Linked DNA regions of Mustela erminea: region 2 is linked to region 1. A link is a contact called in public Hi-C data. All regions are on one chromosome and are shown on one strand. The core of a region is the stretch at or near the end of the contact, and the rest is flanking DNA. Distances in the headings are between cores, read along the strand shown.

Region 1 (5,465 bases), core at 1,444-3,943:
AATTACCTGGAGAGAGAGACTACACAACTATTTTTAGAGTGCTTTCTCCTACATTCCACCCTGCCATTTGTTTACTCATGCACTTCTACCACGAACACAAAACTCATCTCCTTTTAAAGGGGAGCCAGAGCAGTTGCACAAGATGCAGCAGCACAGGGCTTTATTTAGTAAAATACTGGCATTATAACTGGTGGGCACTATATTAAACTTTCTCCATCAGCTGAAGGAAAAAAAAATCCAGCATGCCAAATGTGCCTTTGCTCAAACAACACCGTAATAGCAGCAAACATTTGCAGTGTCAAATGGCAATGACATGAACTCCCTCAAGTGAACAACAAAACACCACTAGAGCAAAAGGATAAACTAGTGTTGAAGGTTTCTCTTCCAAAGACAAGATCAATTTGAAACTGTAACATTATCTTCCATACTCTCCAGAGCAAACCATACAAATGCTGTTAAATTAACAAAGCCTTCAAGTTGGCTTCAAGAGTCTGGTGTTCTACAAGACTGCCTACTATGGATTCACTTGCTGAGATGAGAAACAACTCCTCTTTCCAAAAGCCTCAGTCAGGTTCTTCCACCAAGCCATTCCACAACAGAATTCTGGCTGCGATCACACACCATTTTTAAATTCCTTTAGGACAATAACCACACCTACGTCCCTGACTCAATAAGCAGTAATGTCTAAGAAATGGTAGATGTTCAAAACATCTCAATGAATGAAAAGGTGCTCATCATTACTCTCCTCTCTAAATTCAAACATCATGTAAGACTACCATACTATTTACTCACTTAAATATATCAGTTTAGGTAGAACAGTTTAAAAAAAAAAAAAAAGAAATTAGAATACAACAGGGTTGGGAGGACTAAGCTTAAGCCTGGATGGTATCTTCAGAAGTACTCACAACTCACCTTCCAGTTCTTAGACTCAAATCTGAGCAAACTCTCCCAAGTCTGAAGAGAAACACACTAATAGGAGACTCTATTAATCCATAGATGAGAAGTCATGCGGCTAATCAGCTGCTTAAGTCACAAGGAAGAGACAAGAGCCTGTTCTTTTGGAATCCAAAAGAAGACAGAGTATTTTCAACAGGAAAGAACTAACTGGCCAGATACTCATGTACTAAGGTTTTAAGAAAGGTTCACATGGCAGGATTGGCAGGCATAATTCGTTTGACAAAACATTTACGTAACAACATTTTTCAGACCTCATTCAAGCACTTCGCTAAAACTGTAGAGCATCTAATATTAGCACTACACTACAAAAAAACCTATGTTAAAAGTCACAACCGCAAATGGAATACCTCATGATTTTAAGGTAGAACTAAGGTGGCTGTAAGGTAAAAGCAGAGCATTTCAAATAGGATCACTAGAAACAAAGGAGGCACAGAAGGAAGACACTGGGTGGCAAAAGACAGATCACAACTTCAGGAGCATCGGAAAGCAGTGCAACCCAGAGACCAGTCGAGTACAGTACTCCGGAATCTGACTGCCTCAGCTTGAACCTTCGCTACTTAACTTACTTATCTGTGTGACCTTGGCCAAACAACTTAAGCTCTCCGTTCTTTAACAATAATGGTACTTCAAAGGCTGTTCTGAGCCTTAAACGTAAAAATCCTTGCAGTGGTCTTGCCACGCTGCCGAGACCACAACCAGCGCTCAAATGTTTGCTACTATTCTTCTCAATTTTCCACTCTTACGAAAGAAACACTTGACATCAAGCTTTAAGGCAGTAAGAAGTCCCTCAACGCGGTGGAGACCAAACCCCATCTTTCCCCCAGTAAGTTTGAAAACTTCCTTCGGGATCTACCACAACAGACTTAAGACAAAAAGCTCCCTGTCTCCCGGAGCCAGAGGCGTCTCACATGTATACAAGTGCTTGGGGCGAGCCCAATGCACGTGACCTGACTCACTGCCTTGACTCAGTTGCCTTCGGAGAACCTCTCTCACTAACAGGGTCAGGCTGTTCACTGAAGATACAGATGGGAACGTGGCTCAGCCCTGGGCGCCTGTTAGCAAGGCCCGCGCGATCCGGGGCGCCCGGGCTAGCGTCCCCAGGCAAGGCAGCGGGCGGGGTCGACTCCGACAAACTCCCGCTCGCTGCTCCAAGGGATTCAGCCCAATAGCGCGTCCCGCAGCGGCGCAGGCCCCCAGTGTCCAGAGGCCACCCAGATCAGAAGACCCTCCGGCTTGGTTCTTGACGCTACCAGCAAACGAGGCGTCCCGGACCGCCAGTCTGCGGTCGGCAACACGGCCAGAGGTCACACCCGAAGACCTCTGACCTCCCCCACGGCCGGGTGCGGTCCGGGCCTGCTCTTGGGCCTTGAGCGACGCAGGATTTCCCCGCGAGGCCTCGCTGGGCCTAGAGCTTGCCCGAGATAGGGACGACGCGAGGGCCGGGCGACCGAGAAACTGAGGGGGATGGGGCCAGGCCACCCGCCAGGCTGGGCCCGCTGCTTACCGCGGCCGCTCCGCTTGGGGCTCCGGGCCGGGCGCGTCGCTAGGGCTCCCGCCGAGGAGGAAGTACAAGGGAGCACAGGGGCTGAAGAGAAGTCCAAGTTCCGGTTCCAGCGGACACCTCGGCACTCCACAAACCTTCAACGCCGCCGCTGCCGCCGCCTTGGGCTTTATGGCCAAGACTCCGGCTCCGCTCCCACTTCCGCCACCGCCGCCGCCCCGAGCGGAAGTACTTGTCACGAGACTCTCGACGCCAAGAGTGCGGGGGAAGAGCCCCGCCTCAATCTTGCGTCACGTTCCGGCCGCTTTTGGGCTGAGCCTGGATCACGTGGCACAAACATGTCTGCCCCCAATTGGTTGTTGCCATCTTTGAGGCTCGTACAATGAGAAGAACGGCGCCATGTTGAATCCGCACACGGATGTCTCAGCCGTCTCAGCTGTCTCGCCTTTCCCTCCCACTCCCGCGTTCCCCCAGAATAATGAATGCCGGGGAAGAGAGGACGAGAGCAAACTGGCTCTTACAGTACTGTCCCTCTGCAGAAGGCACCGATCAGTCAACTAAGTAGTCCTACTGTGTGTCTTGAGCTCTTCAGAATCAAGGAAGCTTGCATACTCTAGGCAGAGACTTTCTCAGGGGGAGGTCTCTAAGCGGTGGGAGATAAAAGAGCGGTTATTTGACAAACTTACATTGGGTTGAGGAAGAGTACCCATATTTGCTGAGCCCCTACCAGGTCCCGGTAGTACACCTTTGGAACATCTCCGTTTGTCCTTAATCACTTAAGGAAAGATTATTTCTACAAGTGGATTTGACTTTGCTCCCACAGTGGTAGGATGAGATGTGAAGGAGGTTGGATGTCAATGTGCATGATCTAGTCGACTGAAAATGTACTAGTTGTGTAACAGAGTGACGGAGACGTGGAGGTGAATGAGACGTTGGTCTGGTCTAAGTAAATGGAAAACCAGCTAATTTAACTAACATGAGGTTCCTCCTTAGCGAGTCACAGATGCACCAGGTGGAGTTGTCTCACAAAGTAAACTTATTTGCAGCAAATAAGGAGATCGCTGGGGAATAACTTACAAATCCGTGGCTCCTAGAGCAAAGGGGAATGGATTCCTTTTATTTAGGGTTAGGATGACTATTTAGATAGGGGAGCCTTGTCATCTTATGTTAGAGGCAGGCAAAAGGAGGTGCATGTGCCTTAAGGAAACATGCCTATACATACACGGTATGTTATGTATATGAAGGCTTGTGCTCCTCCTTGGGTGGAGACTTTACTATTAAAATGAGGTAAGGGTAAGTCTTACCTCATTTTACCACTCCATGGTCCATCTGCATACCCGTGAGTAGGGGGATAAGTTCAAACTGGTCCGGGTGGTCTGGGCAGTTATTATTGCCGTTTGTTTGTTTGTTTGTTTGTTTGTTTGTTTTTTAAAGATTGTATTTATTTGACAAAGGGAGAGAGAGTGCACACAAGTAGGCAGAGTGGCAGGCAGAGGGAGAAGGAGAAGCAGGCTCCCTGTTGAGTGGAGAGCCAGATGTGGCTTGATCCCAGGACCCTGAGCTGAAGGCAGACGCTTAACTGAGCCACCCAGGTACCCTGACTGAGGGGTATTTGGGTTTCCATCAGGGAATGTTACGCCCCTCAGGTCTTTTGCCTGAGTTAAAAGATAATGGTGGGGGGGAAGATAAGCTGGAAAGAAGAGTCTAAGGGAAAATGTGGGACAATGAGTACAACAAGCGGGTAGGCAGTAAAGGTCAGGCTTTGGAGTTTAGCTGGTGACAAGAGCTCAAGACTCCCTGAGCTTAGAATCAAAGATGAGGCAATAAAAACTGTACACTATAGAGCTCTTAAGAGGGTGGGACACCCTATCAAAGACCTGCCCCATCCAAACACATTAAGATCAACTCAGAACTTTATCTCCGTCTTCAACATACTCTTCTCATAGTCTTTTCCTGTCTTGGTTCATGAAAACTTCATTCTTTCAGTTGCTCACTCCAGAAAACTTTGGAACCATTCTTGTCTCTGGTAGCAGATTGAATAGTGACGGGTAAAAAGATAAGCCTAAATCCTGGAACTTGTGGATGTGACCTGATTCAGAAAAAGGGCATTTGCAAATGTGATTAAGGATCTTGAGATGAGAGCATCCTGGACTATTCAGGTGCGTGACAAGTGTCACTATTCAGTGACAAGTGTCCTTAAAAGATACACACACAGAAAAGAAATCCCTGTGAAGATGGAGTCAGAGATTTGAGTGAATAGCCACAAACCAAAGAATACTGACAGACCCCAGAAGCTGAAAAGGACCAAAAAAGGGGGCGGGTGGTTGATTTTGAGTTTTCTATTTGAGGTCTAAGAGAGAATACATTTCTGTTGTTTGAAGCCACCAAGCTTGTGGTGATGTGTTACAGCAGTTCTGGAAAATGAATTTAACTTCCTTCTGTCTTGTGCCCCTCATCTACAGCCTTCAAAAGATATTCAGAACATGGATACTTCTTACTATCTCTGCCATTACCACCTGGTCTCAACCTCCATCATTTCTCCCCTAGAGTACTGCAAAAAATCTTGGTTTCCTGCTCCCACATCACTTCTTACCATTTCTTAACACAGCAGCCAGGGTAATTCTATAAAAATGTCAAACTCTCATTCTCATGGTCAAACTCTTCCCATAAATCAGACTAAAACTAAAAGCTTTGACTCCCAAATACCTCTCTGGTATTCTCCTTCTAATATCCCCTCAGATCAGCCTGCTAAAACTATACTAGTTTATGAAGAGAGAAGGCACACATTTAACTCAGGCCTTTACACTTGCATTTCTTTCCATCTAGAAAGCTCTTCCCCTAGATACCTGTATGGCTACTCCCTCACTTTTCTCAGGTCTTGACTTCAATGTCATCTTCTCAGTGAGAATGGCCTTTCCTATTGAAAATGAAAGTTCCTTTTCCTATCAACACTTAGACACAAAACACCACTTGCTATTTTTCTGCTTGCCTTTTTTTTTTAAAGATT
Region 2 (5,465 bases), core at 819-3,318, 620 kb after region 1:
AAAGCTCTTTATCCCAGTCCTGTCTACTTTACCTTTGAAATAGCTGCTGAATCAGCCAACAATCACTTCTCATCAAAAAGCTTTTGATATTGATAAAATCTTGTAATGCTGTAGGTTAACTAATTTGCAATAGGTGATAGTTCGACAGTGTATTTCCTATGAATTAAGGGTAAAACAATGTAATAAAAAGTACTGGGAGCGGGGAGACAGGAAGCCCACCCCATATACCCTGTGTTACAAAAGCTTTGAAACCACTCTCATCTTCCACCGACTTCTAGAACATTTTCTCATCACCTGGCCCTTCCATTGCTCCCCATCACCCTTTATGTTCTAGAAATATGGAACTACAGCTAACACCCTCCCACCTGCTTGTCTGCTTTGCACACATATATTCTTTATACCTGGAATTCCTTTCCCTCCCCTCAAAACAAAACAAAACAAAACAAACCCCTTCTATTCTTCCATTAAAACCACCAGAAACCACATCTTCCAGAATTAATCCCCTCCCGAGCCACTGCTACAACCTGCACATATTTTCACTGCTCCATCTACCACACTTAGTTACAAGGCCAAGGTCAGACAGCTGTTAAAAGGTTTGTGAAGGGTGGGTCCCAGGCTTGTCTACCTCCAGAGCCATGCCCTTTCTACTATGCTAGGGAGTTGGGGTAGAAGGGACAACTTTGTATTCTACCCATTGAAAAGGGCACGTATGTGGAACACTTACACAAAATGATTTCAAGTTAAAAAAAAAAAAGGGGGAGACTTCAAGACGAAAGTGTCCATATTGACCTTAAATACACAGATGTGTATGTGAATGCATGAACAACAGTCTTAAAAGAATCTAAAGGCAAAAATCTTTCACTATTCATTCTCTTGAATGCAAGAATCTAAATAAAACTTCCCCACTGTTTAACTGCTACACCAGCATTGGCAAAACTTGCTATCCTGGGCTGTAGCTGGGTAGGAGCGGGAATTCTGATAAAGGTTCTACATTTTTATCTTCTCATGTTTTAATGCGTCTGCTGTAAAAAGCAGGGTTCACAAAAACGCCCTTTTTCTCTGTACCTTTTATGGAGACTATCAGAGTCCTAACTCATTCGCACAGGATAAAGGGACTGCTCTTACCTCCTTTTAACACATGCATACCAAAACCTCCTGAGGGGGGGAAAACCCAGCCACGAAGCGCTCGTGCTGGAGGTGAAGAAGGAAAGGAAACTCAATCCGAGTATCCTGAGGCTTCTGGGGCCTTACTCATTCATCTCCAAGTTCCACTTTTGGGACCGAGCAAACCGGAGGCTTTGTTTGCTGGAGTAACATCCTCAAAAGATGCTCCAAATATAGCACCATGACTTCGGAGGAAATTCCCACAACCAGGTCACCTTCCGACAAGGCTCAGGAGTACACACCGCTACACGCCAGGAGGAAGGGGTGCGAAACCGAGTTCCCAGCTGGCGTGCTGAAGCCATTTTAATTGTACTGTAAACTTCGGACGCCCAGACAGTTCATGAAACCTCGGTGGACGGCGATTTCGGGAACTTACCTTCCTCTCCGGTTTTTGAATTTCCGGCAGGATGACACAGAAGGGCTTGATGACTTCCAGAAATTTGACTTTGATGGGAGAGACAAAAGCAGAGTTAGGGCACGTAAAAACCTTCCCCGCTCCCTTGGGGAAGCCCTCCGCCCACCGTGAGCAGGAGCAGGGACTAGAGGAGCAGACCGCGCACGGGGGCTCGCGGGCACCCCAGGAAGGGCCGGGGCGCCGGCCACGGTCTAGGGGAGCTGGGCGGGCCTGGGGGGTGGCCGCTCGTCTGGACGGGTGAGGGGAAGGGGCATTTTGATCCTTCCTGGCCTTGCCGGGGCTGCCCTGAGGGACTCACTCGCCATGGCGGCGGCTGCTCGGGCTCCGGGCCCCCCTTCGACTCCGCTCCACTCCGAGTGAAGTGAGGCTGTCCGCGGCCCAGCCCGCTCGCGAGCGCTGCACCTCCGCCGAGAGACACGTCAGTGCTAGCACCGCGGCAGCGGCGCGGCGCGGCGCGGCGCGGGGCGGAGCCGGGGGCGGGCCGCAGGCTGCTTCCGCTTCCTGCCACGCGCTGTGGGCCAGCCGCGGACCCTCACCGTCGCCGCCGAGACCACAACTCCCGGCATGCAGCGGGGCTCCTGGGCCTCCCGGGAAGAGCGTGCGAGACTCCGGGGCGGGGCGGGGCGCGGGGCACGCCGGGATTGGGAGTGTGCGGCTGCGCAGTCCTGGCCAAGCGGGAACGCGCGGGTGGAGGGTGTGTCGTGGCTCCAGAGGCCGGGCGTTGCGGTCTGGTGGAGAAACTGAGGCCGCTGTTTCGGGCCGCTGCGCCCAAAGCCCTGCTAGTAAGGCGGTGTCCCAGGTCACCTCTATGCCCTTCATAGTACTCATAACTCTGAATTAGTGAATAGAGCGTAAGCTCCTTTGATCCGGAGCCAGTGTCCCAGCGCAGACGGAAATGCCCGGCTCCTAGTAGTTGCCTGGTTGGTGAGGCCGACGGAACACCCTCGTTTATTGAGTCATTCAGCAAATCCGGAGGCTTGCCCTGGGCACGGGGTCTCGGCAGTGACTCCTGCCGAGTCCCTGCCATCTGAGGACGAATGGGATGAATTCCTGGAAGATAGGATCAGAGAACTGGGACAGCTCAGGAAATAGGCTGGGGAATCCAGGCAGGCTTCCCAGGAGAGCTGATTTTGTGCTCAACCTCGACAGATTCCGGCGACGAGAAATGAGGGAGGAAGGTGCACCAGGTTGAGGAAACCTTTTGAGCAAGGCATGGCGGTATGACCGCCTGAGATCTATGGGGGGAAAATGCCCTGTTTGGCTGCAGCAGAGGCTATGTGAAGGGAAACAATGATTTAACGTTCGTGGGGGACAATGGGTGGGGATGCTAGATGGAGAATTGAATTTATTTTCGAGCCATGTGTAATTACAAGGTAGCATGTGGTGAGTGCTCTAAAACAGACGAGAGAGACTTCATGTTGATCATTTAGAGGGAGAGGAGGTGGGTGATGCTGGCTGGGGATTAGGGAAGGTTTCAGGGAACTAAATCATGACCTGGACTGATCTAAGTTGGAGGTGCAGTTGTGGCAAGATACTTCTCGGGTAATATTAATTTGGGGATTGCTCTTTCTATTTGCCCCCTCCCTCCCATTTCTAGGGTGTAGCCAGGATTTGCAAATCTTTACCTCAGAAATTTTGGTAGGACAGAGAGCCTTTTTCTGAGACCCAAACCCAGAGGTGGGAAGTTAACAATGACTACGGGAGGCAGGCAGGTAGCTTTAATTAGTGAAATGGTGCAGGTGTGACATCATGTGATACTCATCCACAGCACAAAAAAAGTGACCACGGAGTCTGCTTGTGGAGCTGCTTCTGAAATGGAGGACCCACTGATAATCTCTTCTGGCGTTTTGATCAGAGGCTAAACTTGTAGCCCCTGGACTAAATAAATCCAGCAGACAGACCAGAACTGATTTAGTCAGTATGCATCCTGAACCATACTGATGGTTAAAATATTGAAGTACCTAATACTAAAGGGTATTATAGTAATTGTGGTAAGTGTTACAATTAGTTAATATAAATTTTAATATAAACTTACTGGTGATAGTTTTAGGATATTAGTACCATTGGAAATGGTATTAATGATATAGCGACATCCAAGAAATATTCATGATATAGTTTAATCTGTGTCACTGAAGGGACTGGCTAAGTTGCTCATGTAAACAAAATATTGATTGCTTCAGGAGAATCACTGGCTTAAAATAATTTTATTCTTGGCCCTTTGTAATTCTTTTGAAAGTAGTTGTGCAGTGTTTTATACACTTAAGGTGTTATTATAAAATATTAAAACCCAATACCTAGAATGAAGAGAGAAAATCTGGATAAAATTTTAAGACTTTTAAATATAATAAACACGAATCTTGTTAATTCACAGGACAAAGAAGGAACTATAATAGTAGTGAATCCTGGCCTGACACCTGTTGTCTGTTTTGGTGTGGTGCAAGAATCTGCACAAAATGAAACTCATAATAAATAAACTTTGTTATATAAAATTTGCAGTCTGGAATGAAAAATAACGATTTTTTTTCCAACCAAGAATTTGACTTATGTCACTTGGTAGTGACAGAAAAGTTGGGTGCAAATAGTGCTCAAAAGTTTTGTATTTACGGGCGCCTGGGTGGCTCAGTGGGTTAGGCCGCTGCCTTCGGCTCAGGTCATGATCCCAGGATCCTGGGATCGAGGCCCGCATCGGGCTCTCTGCTCAGCAGGGAGCCTGCTTCCCTCTCTCTCTCTGCCTGCCTCTCTGTCTACTTGTGATCTCTCTCTGTCAAATAAATAAATAAAATCTTAAAAAAAAAAAGTTTTGTATTTACTACTGAGTATTTACACTAAAGATAAAAAGGTAGTGATCTGAAGGGGAAAGTACACCTGAATGTTTATAGCAGCAATGTCCACAATAGCCAAACTATGGAAAGAATCTAGATGTTCATCAACAGATGAATGGATAACGAGATGTGGTATATACCACATCTTTTTATATATATGTATATATATATTGCAGCCATCAAAAGAAATGAAATCTTGCCATTTGCAATGACATGGATGGAACTAGAGGGTATCATGCTTAGCGAAATAAGTCAATTGGAGAAAGACAACTATCATATGATATCTCTGATATGAAGAATTTGAGAGATTGGGCAGGGGGTTGTGGGGTTTAGGGAGGGAGAAAATGAAACGAGATGGTACCACAAACCATGAGAGACTCTTAATCTCAGGAAACAAACTGAGGGTTGCTGGGGGATGGGGTGGGAGGAAGGGGCTGGCTGGTTTGTGGACATTGGGAGGAGGGTATGTGCTATGGTGAGTGCTGTGAATTGTGTAAGACTGATGATTAACAGACCTGTACCCCAGAAACAAATAATACATTATATGTTAATTTTTTAAAAAGTTAATTTTTTAGTAACCTGAAAAGAATGTTTGGGACAGATTGACAAAAGGCAAAGTAGTCCACAATTATTAAAATTCCTCTTTAGAATTTGTAAAAAAAAAAAAAAAAAAAAAGTTTTGTATTTAAAGATTAAAGTTCTAAATGTTTAATTCATCAGGGTGCTGTTAAAACTTGTTCAAGTGAAATCTTTGACACTAACTGGGCATTTTTATGAAAATATTTAATTGAATTTCTTTTTTTTAAAGATTTTATTTGTTTATTTGACAGAGAGAGAAATCACAAGTAGGCAGAGAAGCAGGCAGAGAGAGGGGGAAGCAGGCTCCCTGCCAAGCAGAGAGCCCAATGCGGGGCTCCATCCCAGGACCCTGAGATCATGACCTGTGCGGAAGGCAGAGGCTTAACCCACTGAGCCACCCAGTTGCCCCTTTAATAGAATTTCTAAAGGAATGCTATTGATATGGATTTGGGTACTATGGACCCACTTGTTGCAAAACATAGATG

Evidence for each region. A called contact is a pair of places that touch in the nucleus more often than the background predicts.
Region 2: a contact with region 1 is called in a Hi-C map of spleen, with 10 times the contacts expected there. The contact joins the promoter of SEC61A1 here to the promoter of RAB7A in region 1. A contact is called at or near these places in 2 of 3 Hi-C or Micro-C datasets (skeletal muscle and spleen).

The regions. Positions count from the first base shown.
Region 1 is chr1:57,808,794-57,814,258 of mMusErm1.Pri, forward strand. It overlaps RAB7A (ras-related protein Rab-7a), which reads right to left and starts at 2,694. Exons shown (of 7, transcript XM_032335163.1): 1 at 2,462-2,694. It also overlaps the pseudogene LOC116589161.
Region 2 is chr1:58,426,652-58,432,116 of mMusErm1.Pri, forward strand. It overlaps SEC61A1 (protein transport protein Sec61 subunit alpha), which reads right to left and starts at 2,069. Exons shown (of 12, transcript XM_032337804.1): 1 at 1,878-2,069; 2 at 1,541-1,608. The coding sequence starts at 1,884.